Regions from separate parts of the Aphis gossypii genome. Here region 2 is linked to region 1. A link is a contact called in public Hi-C data. All regions are on one chromosome and are shown on one strand. The core of a region is the stretch at or near the end of the contact, and the rest is flanking DNA. Distances in the headings are between cores, read along the strand shown.

The links. A called contact is a pair of places that touch in the nucleus more often than the background predicts.
Region 2: a Hi-C map of whole body shows a contact between it and region 1, with 2.9 times the contacts expected there. The contact joins the promoter of LOC114130275 here to the promoter of LOC114130274 in region 1. A contact is called at or near these places in 2 of 2 Hi-C or Micro-C datasets (both in whole body).

Annotation. Positions count from the first base shown.
Region 1 is chr3:13,479,101-13,481,800 of ASM2018417v2, forward strand. LOC114130274 (bromodomain-containing protein 3-like) reads left to right here and starts at 1,308. Exons shown (of 24, transcript XM_027995214.2): 1 at 1,308-2,070. The coding sequence starts at 2,045. It overlaps LOC114130281 (a long non-coding RNA gene), which reads left to right. Exons shown (of 2, transcript XR_003592906.2): 2 at 1-301.
Region 2 is chr3:13,765,132-13,768,073 of ASM2018417v2, forward strand. LOC114130275 (death domain-associated protein 6-like) reads right to left here and starts at 1,611. Exons shown (of 15, transcript XM_050203685.1): 1 at 1,476-1,611; 2 at 821-1,215; 3 at 14-43. The coding sequence starts at 868.

The sequences.
Region 1 (2,700 bases), core at 58-2,557:
GGAGATAGCCTATATTATATAGGTAATAGCTATAAACATGATTGTACGAACAGGACCACGGACCATAACTTGAGGATTATAAAAGAACATGCACCTATAATTAAGATCGATTAAGTCAAACAATCAACTAGTTAAAAAACTACACTCTAGAGTGCATGAAATGGTTCCATGACTGTGAAGGTCAGAAAAACAATAAATGCTAAAATAAAATTATTATTCAACATTATTTAATTGAAATTGTTTTTTCGATGTTTGGAGAAGAAACATAACTCAAATAAAATTTTAGTCATACAATCCAATAGTCATGTCTAATATCTGTTTATATTTTTTACTTTTATAGTGACGTCGCGAGGTAAAATTTATATGTGGGCGAAGTAGACTTAAAGAGGCCCTTTTTAAAATTTTTTTAATAAATATTATTTAAGTAACAAAGGACGCGAGGCTCTTTGAGGTGCGAGGCCGTGGGCAATGGCCCACACCACCCACGCCTAACGCCGCCACAGTACTTTTATTGTATTTAACAACTATATAATATGGTATGGTACTAATATTGAGGTATTGATTATAATATATTATTACCTCAAGTATAGATAATATGGAAGATATTTTTTCAACCTTTTAATTTAAAACAAGTTGTATATAATTGGGAAATTTAAATAAATGAAGATTATTTACTTATTTTTTATAATCTTCTTTTTAGTGACATAACTCATTTTAAAATTAAAACAAAAAATAAACTACCGGTAAAAATTAACCGGTAGATTTGTTACATGTGTTAGATGGAGATAACAAATACGGGTATGAGTGGTATGACGTTCCCTTAAAAAATATTTATCCCGCTGAAAATTCAAAATGTGAAATATGAATAATTCAATAATGAGAATAATGCAACATTTATAGTGCAGATTATGATATGTACATTTACTTCACTAACAAAAAATAACAATTAATTAAAATGGTAAGAGACGAGCTACAATGAGCGTAACAATAGTAACATCAGTACATCACTAACATGTTTGAATCAAATTCAGAAATTTCTCGTGATATTTATTATTTATATAATTTTGGTCATGCGTAGAAGAGACGTGTAGTAGTATCTGATTAACGATTGTGACGACGAATCACAAATGTCGATGATAGGAAAAATACGTTAAATATCAGGGTCACGCGGTTGGCGGCACTGGTGAGTCAAAACAATGGGACCACTGTTGACGTGTCGCGTTTGCTCCATGAACGTTTGTCCGTCGTCTCGCTGACGGACGGGGCGAAAAACGAGCGTCGGTGCCCTTTCTCCACCGCAAACGCTATAGCATTCCGGCCGAACGGTTGTCGCCGCATAAACGCGGACACTATCCGTAAGCGGAAAAACGCTGTGGGCTTGGTTCGCAAACGGTCGAAAGCGACGGCTGAGCGTCCAAGCCCAAGAAAGATCGGTGGAATCGAAGAGATTTAGCTCTCGGAAAATCGATCGGAATCGTAATGATGCGCGTCACGTGACCCGGCTCGGCCAATGGGGACGTTGCATCCTAATACACCACCCCGTCCCGCCCGCTAGTCGGTAGTTTTCGGGCATTAATGGTCGTATATGCGAGTTTCTCCGTTTTTGGTACGGAAATTAATTTACAGCCGATGCGCCGGGACCGTAGTGGGCATTCGAGAAATGACCGCGTAGTGCCGAATTAGCGGGAATAGGTGTTTTCGCCCGTGCGCGCGTGCCATCAACCACACGGGAAATACGTCGACGTGCGACCGACGAGTGCGCGCCGTGTTACCGCCGCCGCCGCCACCGCAGCCGCAGCCGTAGCCGTCGCAGACCGCAGTAATAATAATAACAATAACAATAACAATAATAGTAATAGTAACGGCGACGACAACGACGACGACGACGACGTCAGCGACATAAATACACGTTCAACGATAATAATGGTGGTCGAGCCGTCGGGTTACCACCTCGACGCCGCCGGGAAGTCGTTCGTCGCGCGATACGCCACCATCACGTCCTGTCGCCGCCGTTGTTCACGTTATTAGCTCCAGCGTACCGTTTATGTATGTTTCAGCCACAGTCGACAGGTACGTTTATCCGTCAGGTGCTAGGCGCCCGTTTAAAACGCGCGCGCGCGCTTAGAGACTGGCGAGCTTTTCGCAAAATCGAGCTAGGTACTCGGATAGAGCCGTATAGGTAGGTAGGTAGGTAGGTATACGTCGCGCGTTTTTTCACGTTCGTCGAAAGAAAAAATAAAAAATTCCGTGTCCGGTACCCCCCCGGGGAACCGCCGTCGTCTTTTTGTCGGGGGGAGCGGGCGCGGGGGAACCCGCCATGTTGATGTCGGCGTAAGCGCCAAAACCGTAAAATAACGCTTACCGTGTGTATTGGCGGCTTACGCACACATTCACACTCACACACACACGCGCGCGCGCTCATACACGTACGTTATGTACACGTAAAAGCGCGCGCGTACACACACACACACGCACAAGTCTCGCACGCACACACGCATTCACAAGCGCGGCAACGCGAGCCACACACAAGCGGCGCGCACCACGTACATGTCGCGGCCGCCGTCCAGTTACTGGTCGCGGCGGTTATTAATAAAATATTACAAAACAAATAATAATAATAATTTTATAAAATATAAAAATACTATACTATAATATTATTATATTATATTATGATGTATGGATATTATGTTATAACGTTGT
Region 2 (2,942 bases), core at 361-2,860, 290 kb after region 1:
TCAAAATATTTACCTGTTGAAACATATCCATGTTATAAAAAATCTGAAAAAAAAACAATATATTATGTTTAATAAAATACTTTTATTTATTTGTTAACTTGGCATTTTTTTATTTTTTTTTTATTTACTTATTATATAAAACAAAAAAAATCAAATGTAACTTAAGAGAACACTAAAAGCATGTATGTTGACTAAATCTTACAAATGTACAACATGCCTTTTGTTAAGCAGACTCAATTATTGTTAGCTTTAATATTAGAATAAATAACCTAATATCAAACTTACTTTAAGGTAAGAATATTATTAAATGCACCATATAGGCTTTTATAGTTAATTTAAGTTATAAATATATGAAATATAGTAATATAATTTATAATTTTAAAATGCTTATAACTTGTTTAAAATTTAAATATTAATAAATCTTATGTAATGTTGGCTAAGATAATATTCTTATCTTTAAATTTAATAACAGCTCAATTAACTCTAATATTAAAACTAAAAACAACATTTGTTTTACTTATTAGCTATGCAGAATTGTTGAGTTATAAGTTTATAAGACTAAGACAAGATATGTGAATTTGGCGTTCTCTTACAATTTATAAATCCCATAAAGCACCAAGCTGATATCTAATATCTAGTTTTAATATTATTAAAATATGTTAGATGTCAGTTAAATATTTTTTGTATTATAGTCATAGACCTTTTACCTTTTACCTTTTTAAAAGGTCTATGATTATAGTAATAAGTGTTTCTATCGATAAGTAACAGTGAATTTAACTATTTTGTTTAAGATAAGACTTTATCAAAGTATTATACATACATCTGGTTCACTATCTTCCGGTCCGGATGAGATTTCAATTTCTGACATTTTAACAGTGGAACACAACGTTTTGTCCGACAATAACTGATAAGTAGATTTTGATTCAAATTAAAAACGAAAATAAGTACTTTTCCTTTTGAGTAATTATCATTTTATTAGATGACATAAAATAAAATTACTGGCAAGTCAGACCAAATGAATTGCAATGCTTTCGTCGAGGCTTTCGAATAAATGGTTCTACAAAAAGCTCGTGTACATTTGAATCCCAATGCCCAATTGCACAAGTGCTTCTAACTCAATACAATTTCAAATTGTAATAATTGGGCGATTGGCAATTGAATAATAACATTTAACAATGAATGCAACAAGTCGGAATAGTGAGTAGCTTTACATACCTACAACAATAAAAGACATCAATTAGAGACCTTATCGGCCATCGCTTCAGATCAAAGAACTGTATACCAAATTAGCAAAATAATAAATATTAAAAACCAATATCAGTTTTTAAATCAAGAGTGGGTACGATGTGATAGCAATTAGAAAGTCGTGTAGACGTGTACAGCGTGTGCCACTTATTTTATTTTAAGTAAACTTAAATTCTCGCGTCACACATGGAATACAATTTACAAAAAAAAAACAATCTGTATTTACTCACATGTTAAAAAATCGACATATTTACTACATTTAAAGTAAAGTACAAAATAGCGAAACCGGTAGCCGCGCGAACGGTTATAACCCGTAGTCCATAGATAATCTTAAAAATATGTCCATACCTACAACCATTTCTTTTCCGTTTTTGCCAAAGCCAAATTATTATCATCATTATGATAACGTTAATCATGGAATAAGAACAGCGAAGTACATCAAAGACACGAATTAAGATGAATCGCGGAAAAAAAACCCACGGAAAAAAAACCCAAAAAAAAAACCTACGGAAAAAAAACCCAAACTAAAAAACACACGCCGGAAAAAAAGCCCAAAAAAATATATTATACATAATATATTTCCATTTATTTATAGATACATATTTTAAATAATATTCACAGTAGTAAAATATAATACTTAATTAAATTATACATAGGTACCTACATACATACTTTTTAGAAATTCAATTAAATTTTATATTGTTTTAACTTAGCTTTTTTGTTGTTAATTATCATTGTTATTCAGTCAAGTTAATTTTAATTTTTTTATGTATAGATATAGCCTACAAGTTATTATTATAATTAACCTTATAATTCAACAATTTACTATTGTATAAAAGTAGTATTAGTAATACTACTAATACTAATAGTATTAACTATTGATTGTTATCGTTTTGACACCATTTTATTATTGTCTCAAATTAGGCAAATGTAATCAATGATTATTAATTAACCCTTAATAAATGTTGATTTTGCTTAAATAAGTTTAACTTTTTTTTTATTGACTACTTATCAAAAATTATTTTTTTTAATTATTATATTATTTAATTATTATGACTATGTGATCTCTCGTATTATAATTATTAGTTATTATTATGTTACCACAAACGAGAATATTTTGTATTTTTAATATTTTGTTCCTATGTTCTATTAAATAATTATATGACAAAATTATTTTAAAAATATTATTATTTATTATTAAAAATATATTATATGATTGTAAATCCATTGTATAATTAACAATCAATCACAGTTTATAAAATATTTCATAATATAAGATTACAATGATAGCACTTTATTTCCGTGGGCTTTTTTTCCGGCGTGTGTTTTTTAATTTGGGTTTTTTTCCGTGGTCATTTTTTTTGCCTCCCAATTAAGATATACCCAAGGTGGATATATATCCACCTTAGATATACCTATCTTAATTCGTGATCATAGACTACTCTATGCCATAGACCATGGCTAAATATATTTAGCCATGCCATAGACCTATTAACTAATATCACAGCTGATCTATGAAGTGCATGCACAGAATCACGAACTAATAGAATAGATGATAAGTATACTTAATATCCATAAGTATTGTTTGGTAGTTGGAAAAAAAATCCCCACAAAAAAATCCTCAGTGGCATTATATCGGTAGTATTATATTATTTTATAAATTATATTATATGAAAAATAAAATAGGTATTGTATAT